Linked DNA regions of Hordeum vulgare: region 2 is linked to region 1. A link is a contact called in public Hi-C data. All regions are on one chromosome and are shown on one strand. Each heading gives the region's core, a stretch centred on a gene start, on an enhancer-like site or on the middle of the called end of the contact. The rest is flanking DNA. Distances are from core to core; before and after follow the strand shown.

The links. A called contact is a pair of places that touch in the nucleus more often than the background predicts.
Region 2: a Hi-C map of seedling shows a contact between it and region 1, with 6 times the contacts expected there. The contact joins the promoter of LOC123444345 here to the enhancer-like site in region 1. A contact is called at or near these places in 2 of 6 Hi-C or Micro-C datasets (leaf and seedling) and 1 of 1 datasets of contacts at active chromatin or transcription factors (embryo).

What each region holds. Positions count from the first base shown.
Region 1 is chr3H:474,106,149-474,113,145 of MorexV3_pseudomolecules_assembly, forward strand. No RefSeq gene overlaps it. Among protein-coding and RNA genes, the nearest start is that of LOC123440209, 56 kb to the left of the region's middle. Within about 2 kb of position 5,568, at least 3 of the 3 cell types and tissues checked have open chromatin away from gene starts, as enhancers often do. A contact at or near this core is called in leaf and seedling, where this site is marked.
Region 2 is chr3H:474,324,943-474,331,739 of MorexV3_pseudomolecules_assembly, forward strand. LOC123444345 (BURP domain-containing protein 3) reads left to right here and starts at 5,242. Exons shown (of 3, transcript XM_045121033.1): 1 at 5,242-5,402; 2 at 5,496-5,604; 3 at 5,680-6,797. The coding sequence starts at 5,361.

The DNA.
Region 1 (6,997 bases), core at 4,318-6,817:
CCTTAAGTGTGCAGACCCTCCGGGTTCGAGAACTATGTAGACATGACCCGAGTGACTCCTCGGTCAATATCCAATAGCGGGACCTGGATGCCCATATTGGATCCTACATATTCTACGAAGATCTTATCGTTTGAACCTCAGTGCCAAGGATTCATATAATCCCGTATGCCATTCCCTTTGTCCTTCGGTATGTTACTTGCCCGAGATTCGATCGTCAGGATCCGCATACCTATTTCAATCTCGTTTACCGGCAAGTCTCTTTACTCGTTCCGTAATACAAGATATCGCAACTTACACTAAGTCACATTGCTTGCAAGGCTTGTGTGTGATGTTGTATTACCGAGTGGGCCCCGAGATACCTCTCCGTCATACGGAGTGACAAATCCCAGTCTTGATCCATACTAACTCAACGAACACCTTCGGAGATACCTGTAGAGCATCTTTATAGTCACCCAGTTACGTTGCGACGTTTGATACACAAAAAGCATTCCTCCGGTGTCAGTGAGTTATATGATCTCATGGTCATAGGAACAAATACTTGACACGCAGAAAACAGTAGCAACAAAATGACACGATCAACATGCTACGTCTATTAGTTTGGGTCTAGTCCATCACATGATTCTCCTAATGATGTGATCCCGTTATCAAGTGACAACACTTGCCTATGGTCAGGAAACCTTGACCATCTTTGATCAACGAGCTAGTCAACTAGAGGCTTACTAGGGACAGTGTTTTGTCTATGTATCCACACATGCACTGTGTTTCCAATCAATACAATTATAGCATGGATAATATACGATTATCATGAACAAAGAAATATAATAATAACTAATTTATTATTGCCTCTAGGGCATATTTCCAACATGGGCTTTATACCCCCTTTGCCAAGTTGGTGCAAGTATTTATCTTGTTTGTGTGTAGGTGTTGCTTATCTTGTTAGGTAGTTGACACCTACTAGTTTGGGTAAACCCACATTCTTAACCAAGGGAAATATTTTGCTTCTATTTTAGATTACCATTCCTCGTTGGGAAATGCTAACAACTCATGCGGGACTAGAACTTGGACCATCGATTTAACAAGTACCTCTTTCCAAAGAGTGCCACAAAATGAACCTTCTCCATCCTTGATTTCTGCTCCACAATCAATATTTTAAATACTTAAAGGCCCCATTCTTTGGAGGTCCTACGCCCGATGGCATACTTAAATGCACAATAGCACCGCATCAAAGGCCAGACTGACATACTTCTCACAACATGAAAGAAATATGTCATGTGCGCCATGGAACGAGTCGATGAACAACTTATCCACGTGGGAGAGCCAACTAGGCATGCCCCCTAAAATAAACTAGCGGGCGAAGGACGGCGACACGCCACGCCCGTGCAAGGCACGTAAAGAGATTTTTCATCCTGCAACTTACTGATTTAGTTCCTAGCAATGGTACTTAATAACAAATGAATCAAGGCTAGTACTGGATTGTTATCGTTTCATGTAAGATAAGGGGACACAAAAAATTGCTATGACAATGCTTAGATGGACAAACAGGCAAGATTTGTCTTTTCCACATTTGATGATAACTCAATTCTTCCCAATGGATACATATGATAAAGACATCATATGAAAAAGTAGGAAAGTGTTAAACATGCATGCCTAGCTAACTATAGGAGAATGCTAGAAAAAACTTCTAAACTGAAGCATAAGTTTTCTTGATCAATCCAAGAGTGAAAATGTTTGTTGAGAACATGTGGAAGGAGGGATGGTGAAACCTACAAGGAGCATCAAAACAATGTGATGGTACACCCTTAAGATCCAGAATTGTTAATTGATCACCATTGAAATAATAATTTATCTATACATTTGAAATCTAAGAAAATAAATTGTGTTATTTGTAGTATTACATAAGATACAATTTTGCATACCTTGTTTTCTTGCATGGCGGAAACATGAATAATGAAAATTAGACAATTAATAACTCAAAGCAAATATTGTCAAGGAGAGAAAGGGATTTTCTTCATATACAGTGAAGTTGATATTTAAGAAAAAAATTGTGCAATCTGGACAGAGATCTAAAGATAGCTATTTTTAAATGATGTAGTTGTAAGCCACGCTCGAAAAAAATAAGTGAACTTAAAGCCAGCAACTTTGCTACCTAGCTACGCGCAACTATATACAATGTAAAAAAGGTAAATTAAATAACCATCTAAATTTTAACTGACTTTCTTATTGTCTAATTATCTTCATAGTAGATTAGTGTACTTTGTACTACAAAATATTAAAAATTCAAAAACATGACTACATGACATGTCGACATGAATTATCTAAAGTGTGTGGAATAATTATCATTAGTTGATCCTTGACTTCAAGGATGAGGATGTAGGGTTGAACAAAAAAATGTGCAGCAAAAGAATCCGCGATCTGGAGGTGGATAGAGATAAATGGCACCACAAAAAGATTGATCAACGAAGCAGCAGAGGTGCCCTAGGCGACTTCTCCTCCTTGCCATACACTTAGTTTACTTTGTAATACAAAATATTGAAAGCTCAAAAACACGGCTACATGACATGTCGACGTGAATTAAGTGTGTGGAATGATTATCATTAGTTGATCCTTGACTTCAGGGATGAGGATGTGTGATTGAACCAAAAAAATCTGCAGCAAAAGAATCTGCGATCTGGAGATGGACAGATAAATGGCACCACAAAAAGATTGATCAATGAAGCAGCAGAGTCGTCCTAGGCGACTACTCCTCCTTGCCATACACTTAGTGTACTTTGTACTACAAAATATTGAAAGCTCAAAAACAGGGCTACATGACATGTCCACATGAATTAAGTGTGTAGAATGATGATCATTAGTTGATCCTTGACTTCAGAATGAGGATCTAGGGTTGAACAAAAAAATGTGCAGCAAAAGAGTCTTCGATCTCGAGATGGACAAATAAATGGCATCACAAAAACATTGATCAGCGAAGCAAGAGAGGTGTCCTAGATGACTACGCCTCCTTGCCATAGACGTACACACAACACATTGGAAAATAGGAATTAGGGATCTGGAGGAAGAGTGCCAAGCAAGCAAGTACGAAATGCATCCCTAAGTTTAGCCACCAATCGACTCAAAAATCTTAATTAACTCAAAAATACCGATGAAGGAATATATATGGGTAGATGTACTTCAAATTTAAGATTATAGATCAATTTAGAGAGAGGGGGGAAGGGACGGAGGGAGGGAGGGGAGAGACAGAGAGAGAGAGAGTATTTGAAGATGAAATGCGGATCATAGGGGTGAGTGTATGTGCGTGTATGTGGGTTTCAGTGTTAATCACGAAGATGCATGCAGTGATTTTGTAAATCTCAAGATGTCAAGCTGGTCCGCAGGGGTGAGTGTATGAGTGTACGTGGGCATCAACGTCGAGTACCAACAGGCATGCGTTGACTTTGTTATTCTCAAGATGTTGTGCCGGCTCAGTATCTCGAAAATGCTCACAGAGGCACGGTATGCGTACTTGTGTTCTTAAAGGTGAATATATGTACGTGTATGTGGGCATCGTCGTCGATTATAAATACATTTGCAGTAAGTTCAACAACCTCAAGATGTTGTACCGGCTTAGTATCTCATAGGTTTTCATAGTAATATGATGTGCGTATGTGCGCTCATAGGAATGAGTGTGTATGTATGTCAACATCTTTGTTGTATTGGGTTTAAAAACCATTAGCAAAACAAAAAAGAAAAAATCGATAAGAAACGGAATGAAGAATCAGGCAATGAAATAAAGAATCAACCCTAAAAATAAATGAACACGTGTCAACCATAGAGGATATCATGGCTAACACTTGAAACTCACGAGAGGAGCCATAGCTTAGCCGCTTTAATATCTTGTATATATCCTGAATTAGAAAGAAATTCACGAATCGAGGAAAACTTTGCAAATTGAAAATTGTTTGTGAATTAAAAAATGATAATGAATATGTAAAAGTAAATTGAAGACATTTTTCCTAAATTCAAAAACTGACCTTGAATTCAGAAAATATGCATTACTTAAGAAAAATGTTGGGAATATCTATAAAAAATAGTTTTAAATTTAATAAATGCAAAAAAAAATAGAAAGAATGTGAATTAAAAGAAATGATCATGAATTTGGAAATAGACCACAAATTCAAAAAATAATGATGATTTGAAAATGCTTCACGCGTTTGAAAAATGTTCGCAAACTCAAATATTTCCTGGAATAAATAATTGTGACTACTTAAAAATGAATCAATTGAAAAATAAACAGAAGCAAGAATAAAATGAGTGAAAGAAAGCGGTGAGCATGGGTAGGTTCCAATATGTTTCCAAAACCAATGCGAAATGGACAAAATAGGTGCAAATGGGGTTACACGTTACTTCACTATGTAGTTACCTTAAATAGGAATCACTCGCTTGCACGAGGCCAGATATAGGGGAGCTCCTATACGGCGCCTGCAGCGCCACCCCCCCCCCCCCCCCCCCCCCCCCGACCGGCCCATAAATCATCTCCTGACACCTCGTTGCAGGTCTTGAAAAAATTTCATTGATTTTAAAAAATGTGAATTACAAAACATATATTAATTTTTATTGAATTAAAAAGAACTTTATCAGATTTGCAAAAACTTCAATGATTATGCAAAGAAAATTCACATATTTTTAGAATATGTTCATGGATTTTCAAAGAGTTATCATATTCGAAAAAAATCGTAGAATTTGGTAAAACAATTAATAAATGTTTAAAAATAGTTCAATAAATTTGCAAAAAGTTCACGAATTTTAAAATATGTTCACCGATTTTAAAAATAAGTCCTCAGAATTTGAAAAAAAAATCAATTTTTGAAAATAGTTCATTGATTTTGAAAAATGTTCATGAATTTAAAAATACGTTCACCGATTTTCAAAATAAGTTCTATAATTTCAGAAAAAAAGTTCATAACTATTTAAAATTTGTTTATTGATTTTGAAAAAGTTCACGAATTTTCAAATATGTTCACGGATTTTCAAAAGAAGATAAAAATTTCAAACAAAGTTCATCAATTTTTAAAATATTTAATCGATTTTGAAAAAAGTTCGCGAATTTTAAAATATGTTCACCGATTTTTAAAAAAGTTCATCGATTTAGAAAAACGTTCAAATTTCTTAAATTATATACACGGATTTTCAGAAATGTCCACCAATTTCCGAAAAAATTTCATTGACTTGGAAAAAAGTTCACCAACTAAAAAAAGTTTCCATCGAATTTTCTAAAACAATCAACGAACCAGGATGAAAAGGAAAAAAGTAAAACGACTAAGGAAAAAATAAAAAAGGAAAATAAAGAATAAAGGAAGTAAAAAATTCATTTCTACTCCCTCCATTCCTAAATACTTGTTGTTGGGGAGAACTAGACTAGTTCTCCCCAACAAGTATTATGGTACAGAGGGAGTATCACATACCAATGGGGTGGCGGAGTGGTTCCAGCACTAGAATATCTCTAAGAGATCGCTCGTTCGAATATCACTAGTGCTGTTTTGATTTTACGGAAAAACACCTAGATGGGCCGGCCCATGACTGGGCGCTGCAGGCGCCGGTTAAGAAAAATGCACTTTGACTGGCGCCTGCAGCGTGAAATAGGATTTGCCGCAGGGAGGTGCTAGCACGCACAGGGGCTGAGCCCAACTAGGCCGGTCCAGCTTTTCTTTTCCTAAAAAAATTAAACAATTTTCGTTTCAGTTTTTTTTTTCTTTTTCTGCTTATTTCTTTGTTTGTTCCTTTTTTGTTTCGTTTTTCCTTTCTATTTCTTTTTATTTTCGTATTTGAAGCAAAACATTTTTTGAATTCGAAGAAAGTTTTTTGAGATTCAAGAATATTTTTTAATTTATAAACGACGTACAAAATGCGATAATTGTTTGAAATTTGGAACATTTTTTAAATACAAGAACATATTTCGAAATTTCAGAATAAGTTTTATAATTTAAGAATTGTTTTGAACACAAACTTAGTTAAGAAATTGAACAAATTTTTGATATTTCAAACATATTTCGAAAATAGCAAACATTTTCTTGAAAATACCGAACATTTTTAAAGTATCAGTTTTTTTGGAAAATCCCAAATATTTTTTGAAGTTATGAATGTTTTTGAAAAATGGCAAATATTTGTAATTTAGGACATTTTTCTAAGAAGCAAAAAAACATTTTTTAATTTGAAGAATTTTTTTGAAAATCTTGATAATTTTCTTGAATACTATATTTTTTTTTTGAAAATCTAGATCATTTTTTGAAACATAAAAGACTTTTTTAGAATTTGAGGAACATTTTGTGAAAATCCAGAATTTTTTTTGAAAATTTAGAACATTTTTTAAAAAGCAAAAACATATTTGGAATTTGAAGAACAATTTTTTTAAATAACAAATATTCTTTTAAAAATCCAAAACCCTTTTTTAAGGAGAAACAAAAAACAGGGAAGAATCAATAAAAAAGGAAATGAAACAAAAGAAAAACCGGTTCAGAGAGCCGTTTAGAAGTTTCCCAAAAGCGAAAAAAACTGCCGGGAACCTTTCCCAAAACCGGGGTCGTTGGAACGACAAACGGGCCGACCCACTACCGAACGATCACTAGGTCTCTTTTGCGAAGCCCCGACATCGCTTCCTAACGAGCGACGGATAGGCTTTTTCTGGATATAGCGCTACCGTGTACCACAGGAGGGTGTTCATTTGAGGTGGGCCATGGTGGTGGTGGGGTCTGAAATGGGTCATCTGCTTTTTGAGAAAATCTTCTTTATCGAAACCAACACTACAAGGCTCTTCTTCAAACAAAAAACTACAAGGTTCACCAACCGACACAACAACCATTAAAAGATTAAAAACACTTGTGTAACATCGTTCAAAAAACACTTCTTTAACATCAACCTCATATGCTTGGTGATACATCTCTTTGAAGTTTCTCTATATATTTTGAAAAAATATTGCGGTAATTTAAATTCATTTGAACTAACCTACTAACATCTCATAAGATTG
Region 2 (6,797 bases), core at 3,992-6,491, 220 kb after region 1:
AACATTACACGCCGCTTCGTCCAGAGGCAGCAGGTCCCGCCTGGCCGCCAATTGCCGAGGCGGCAGGGCCCACCTCTCATTCCCGTTACGTTGCCGTGACGCGGGATCGGAATCTCGCGTCGGCCGCCTGGGCTCGTGGCGGCAGCCCTGTCGGCCGCCTGCGCTCATGGCAGCAGACCCCAGCCGCCTCGGCCGGTGGCGGCATGTGGCACGTGTCGCCTGGCGCACCTGCCGCCACGGAGGGGTGGGGGTCTTTTCCGTAGATTTCATCCACATGTGGTCTTTTTCGACAAATGCACTCGGCTAGGGGTCTTTTTGAACAAAAATTCTGTCATTTGTTGTAACAGTAAATTTTGTGGGTTCCCTCACCTCCGACCGGCATTCTATGAAGTGAGGGGGAGCTTTGTTAAACTGAATGTTGATGTTGCTTCTGATCATGGTCTGCTTAGGAGCATGGCAGAGGCTATTCTCATAGATGAAAAAGTAAGGTTCATTGTTGGCGGAAACTAGAGGATGGAGTTGTGTGTTGTACTCACAGCAGAAGCATTGGCTCTTTAGGTTTGGTTTACTACTTGCACAGAGGGCGGGTTGCAATCGCCTTATTATCAACTTCGACAATATGGAAGTGATTGACACGATGAAGAATGGAGGACAATTGGCGGGAGCAGCGACGACAATGTTCGACGATTGCTACTTTATGGTTGTGATTTTCCGATTACTAGGTTTGAACATTGTAATAGGGATGCAAATAAGGTTGCTCGTGAACTTGTTAGGATAGCGAAATTTTCCATGACAAGGGATTGGTTTGAGGAGCCGATGGAGGATATTGTATCTTTTCTTATTGACGATGCAACTGTTATTTATAATTAATAAAGTTTGATGTTTTATTTCAAAGAAAAGTGAGGGGGGGCTTGGACCTTCAAAGGCACATTCAAAACTTAAAATTACCATGATTTGTATGGTTTTCATCAACATCATCCCGCGGAGTGTAAGGTCGCCAAAAGAAAAGATACTCTTGTTCTTCTCTTGTCATGGTGGTGTCTTATCGAACTGCGGCACTAAACGAGAGAGTTTGTGTCTATAGAGATTTGGTGTGTCCGAGTTGTAGATTTTTGGTGTATGTCCTCACACATCGTTCATATGGATTTGATGAGTTTGCAGTTGTGCTTTCTGTTGCTTTTTTGGGGGTTTACTTTCTGACTTTGGAGTCCTTTGACGTTCTAGTGAAGATTTTATCGTTAGACAGTCTACCTCCAAAGGATCATCCCCGGCTCAAGTATGTTCAATGCTCACTAATTCCCATTTTGGATGAGCAACCTAAGAGGATTTCTGCTATGAAGGTAGTCGAATTCCTACAGGTGTACGAGTGAAAAAACCACTCCCCGTTATGATTACAGTTTCTTCACTAAAGCCTTGACAATATTGTGTGTTACAAAGAATCACTAGTAGAAAACGTGCATTATCAGCGGGCTTCGAAAGTTGTTGTGACCAAGCAAAACAAAATCGCATGTAATACCCATACGAGAGACGATTACTTTTATCATAGTAAGTTACAGAGCGGTTGGTAAGCCGGAACCACCTCCAGGAAAGATTGGAGGGGGTTAGTTCCTCAAAGAAGGTTGTACGTTCTAGGTCAGTACAAGCCGTTTCACCATCAAAACTGTCTACGGTTGGTGACTACCTATGGGCTCAGCCTTTTCCTACTCTTTTTCTAGGGTTATCACGCACCACATCCATATTTTCGTCCATTTCACCTCAAATTCCCCCTTCCCAGTCCAGGGCCAAACCCTGGCACCACCGACCTCCACCGGCCTCCCCAGATGTACTCCATCTCTTGCAGGTGAGCTCCCAGGTGTGGCATGCCTTCACATCAATGGATTTATGTAGGGGTGGTTGGTGTATGCATACGGATTTTGTTTTTAAGGGTAGCATTTGTATGTTTATGGATATTGTTTGTATATAGGGAAAGCTGGTGTATGGTCATGGATATTGTTTGTAAGTTTATCTATTGTATGCTTGTGGATTTTGTTTATAGTGTTAGTTGTTGTATGATTATAACTTTTTGTAGTTCTTGTTGCACGAACCTATAGACCGATGATGTACTGTAACCTTTACACATACCTAAGATCGGGCTAGCTTTGTCTTGTACTCCTATGTGTTAAAGAATAACTTAAATTCTTTAACTCGTGCTAGCCAAGGCAGTAATGCCTTTGCCATAGAAATTTAAGGTTCATTACATTATGTTAGGTTTGTATGTCCTATGTACCTTCAAATTAATTACCGGTCCATTTTAAAACTAGATAACACTTATTTGCTGAAGAAGATATCCATTGTAGTTGCATTGCACAAAAATATGACTATGAATTTGGTGTTTTGTTTGAGAGAATCTGTTGGATCAGAACTATCAATTATACCAACGTAGTTTGTCACTTTTTCCACCGACACATGTTCCTTGCATAAATATTACTCTCTCCGTTTCAAAATAAGTGTCTTAAGCTTAATATAACTTTGTGCTAGCTCTAGTACAAAGTTAAGACGGTTATTTTGGGACAGAGAAAGTATATAACTAATCCATGATCTTGATGTTTATGTATATCACAGGGTGTATTAGCTTTTAGTTGCATGACATAAAATAACTAATTTGGAACGAAATACGTACAGATGACTTCTTCACTACAATAGTTGTCAGATTTTACTGTCGGTTTAGCGCAATTTTCAATTTCTTATGGGCCGCATTCTGCCGAGGAAGAAGAATGGTATAATTTCCCCTCTGATTTTATTTTTAGTTGGTCACTCTACAGACGACTATCTTTTCATTTGTACTGGTCATTTCCTTTGATAATTATGAGATCTAAGACAATGTTGATCACATTATAGCTAATTGAGGATCGTACAATTAATGGTGTGAATCCAATCAGGGCCGTGTTATCCTATGTAGGAAAGAACTTCTTTGCTCTCTTTTTTGAAACGAAGGCAAATATCGCCTTATCTATTAATTAAGTAGAATATGTTTAGTTATTTACGAAAAATCAGACGAAAACCAAAAAGAAATCATAGTCTAGGATGCATTTTGGGAGCCCTCTTCCTTAAAAAAGAAGGTGAGTCAACGCTCTGTCCTAACGACGTGACGTTGCGACTGAGCGACATCAATGGGTTGGAAAGGTGCTCTGCGTGGCGATTAAGTTTGGTTGAAGATTAATTTTGCCAAACCAAAGTGTGGCAAGCCATTAAAGTGTGACAAGCCATAAAGTGTGGCTGAAAAAACGAATGCCAAACTTTGGCAAAAGTTGACAAGAAAATGGACTTTATGACAAATGGACCGTAGCGACAATAAAGTGTGGCAAGCCAAAGTGTGGCAAAAACCAAACATATGCCAACTAAACTGTGGCTGCCAAATTTTGACTTGGCAAAGTGTGGTCGGGAACCAAACAAACCTAAGGCTTTGTACGTGACGCCTACCAGTTGACACCCAACGACCAACCGTGCTCACGAACCTTAAAGACGGGCCGTGCGACGCTCCCGCGAAATAACTACGCGTACCATCATTTTGAGCTCTACTCGTACAAGTTCCGGTGAGGGCCGTGCAAAGCCTACGAGGATCGAATGGGCATACTCACGTACATACATGAACGGTGCCTCCAAAATGTGTGGGCGAGATAATTTGTGGTCGGCATCGCAAGCATTCATATCATATGTCGCCAGGCTGCATTTCGTCAGAGACCCGAGTGGTTTGAACATGTGTCGGCCTTGTTTACGTTGCCGCTTCCATGGAGCTGCAGTGCAAATTTATACTACTCTGCCGTGCTCTGCGGCGACACGAAATCAGTAATGGCCACCGGTCATCACCATCCGTTGCCTCATCTTCTTCGCTTGTGCAGCTCGTGCACCGCTTTCAGCGGAGCTCAAGGAGCTGTACTGTGCATGGTACGAAGGAGAAGACATGGAAAGGAAACGCACCTTGTGGCACCGAACCGGAGGGGAAGGAGATGGTGCAGAGTGCAAACGACCTGGAAGAGCAAAGGGGCCGAGATAATTCCTCTTGAATCTTGATCCCTTTCGGGACCGGTGGCAGTATATACCAGGACAATGGTGAAGACAGGGACAGCAGCAGCAGTACATTTCCTCCTGTCCGTAGCCATGTTTCAACACATGGTCCGGCGGCGGGAAGGTGGTGTGGTGTCCGGGTGCACGTAAAGGGCATTCGGTGTCGAGCTCGTCGTGCTTGCTCGCCCCCAACCAACTCCCAACTATCAGCGCGACCGACGGGCTGCCACCATTTTCCACGCTCCATTAGTGCCGCCGGCCCCTTCAGACTTGCCGCGCTCAACCTTGCGACCGCGATGCCCGCATCACGGTATCACCAGCACGCACGCAGCACGCTCTCGTACCAGATTCGTAGCCCGGTCCCCATGGCCATGGGCCATGGCCCATGGGGGCCTGCTGCCCCACTGCCCCTGTTCACCGATCTTGACGAGCAGCAACCAGCTCGTTTTGCTCAAAAAAAAAAAAAAAGCAACCAGCACGTACTGTACGCTACGCACGTAGGCCAGCATGGCCCCATAAGTGCTTTGGGCAACACCCAGGCATCCTGCAACCACCGGAGATGGACGACCATTATGGGGGTCGGTCCGGTCCATGGAAAAACTGATTCTCTCTCTCTCTCTCTCTCTCTTTTTTTCCGGGATGGAGAAACTGATACTCATACTCTATACGATGTACCAGGACTCATACGCCTAGCACGTGTGAAGTGGTCAGGCGGCGAACGATCGGTCTCCGTCGCAGTCATGCTCCTCGCCGCGCAACCGTCAGCCGGACAAGACGTGGAGGCGCGCGCCACGCCGCCGGTGGAGCCGTATCGGCATGGGAATGCCGGGACGACGGCGACCGACATTCAAAACCGCGCGCGCGAGGCAGGGACGGTTGAGTCGATCGATCACGACGACCAGTTGGCAGCAGTGGATGCGCCTGCGCTGCACGGGCGGGACGTCGTTTTTCGTGTGCGTCCGTCCGTCAGTCCGTCCAACTCTAGCCACGTATGGCGTACACTCAGTTCTGTACCGTACTCGTATTGTACTATACGTATTACCTGCACGGTGATGCATGGCTGCAGCTACTGTGTAGGAGTAGGAGTGCTGCATTGTTTGCGTCGGGGCAGTTAACAGATGGAGCTGCGCAAATTAATTCCCCGCAACCTAGCTACCTATCCACCCTCTGACTTGCTTCTATAAATATCGACGTTCCTGCTCGGCACAAGGACAACATCTCCTCTTGTGGCAGTTCCAGTTGAGCGAGCAGATCATCCTCACATTGCGAGGGGCCTGCCGTCAGCTTCCTCATTGCTGCCCTCTGCCCTGCCCTCCATGGATAGGCTCGTCGCAGCCGGCATTCTTGCCTTCCTACTGGTCAGTAACCTTGCTCACTCCCTTTGTTTTGCGTTCCTAATTTAGATGGTGGTCGCTGATGGTCCCAAATCTGACCGTGTAATTTGCATGCAGATCGCGTCGGTAGGAAGCCATGCAGCTCGTGCTCCGGGGCAATACTGGGAGTCTGCTCTTCCCAACACTCCCATGCCAAGCTCCCTCTCTCAACTCCTCGACACGCAAGGTATAGTACCTATCTCTTGAGCAAACAGCTTCGGTACACGGGGAAGCATTGACCCCTTCTCCCTGTTTCCCACAGCCGGAGGCACGTCGGTGAACGTCGGCTCGGGCGGCGTCCATGTCGACGCGGGCCATGGGATGCCTGGGGGCACGACGGTCGATGTGGGCAAGGGTGGCGTCGGCGTCAACGTGAAGCCTGGCAGCGCCAAGCCCGGCGGGACTACGGTCGGCGTCGGCAAGGGCGGCGTGGGTGTCAACGTCAAGCCTGGCTACGGCAAGCCCGGGGGCACAACAGTTGGCGTTGGCAAGGGCGGCGTGGACGTCAACGTCAAACCTGGCAGCGCCAAGCCCAGCGGCACCGGCACGACGGTCGGCGTTGGCAAAGGTGGCGTGGACGTCAACGTCAAACCTGGCAGCGGCAAGCCCAGCGGCACCGGCACGACGGTCGGCGTTGGCAAAGGTGGCGTGGACGTCAACGTCAAGCCTGGCTACGGCAAGCCCGGTGGCAGTGGCACCACGGTTGGGGTAGGGAAGGGAGGCGTCGGCGTGAACGTGAGGCCTGGCGGCGGCACCACGGTCGGCGTCGGGAAAGGTGGCGTCGGCGTTAACGTGAAACCTGGCTACGGCAAGCCAGCTGGTGGCACCGGCACGACGGTCGGCGTCGGGAAGGGCGGCGTCGGCGTCAACGTCAAGCCTGGCTACGGTAAGCCAGGCGGCACGACGGTCGGCGTCGGGAAGGGCGGCGTCGGCGTCAACGTCAGGCCTGGCTACGGTAAGCCAGGCGGCAAACCCCGGGGTAAGCCTGTCCACGTCAACGTCTCACCCTTCATATACAACTACGCCGCAACGGAGACGCAGCTGCACGACGACCCCAGCGCGGCGCTCTTCTTCCTGGAGAAGGACCTCCACGCCGGGAAGAAGATGAGCGTCCATTTCATGGCCACCCCGGGCGCCGGAGGGAAGTTCCTGCCGCGGAGCGAGGCCGACGCCATCCCCTTCTCCTCTGAGAAGGCCCCCGAGATCCTCAGCCGCTTCTCCGTGGCGCCGGACTCCGCCGAGGCGGCGGAGATGAAGCAGACGCTGCGGGAGTGCGAGGCGGCGGCGGGCAAGGGGGAGAAGAAGTCGTGCGCCACGTCGCTGGAGTCGATGGTGGACTTCGCCACGTCCAGCCTCGGGACCAGCCACGTGAGGGCCGTC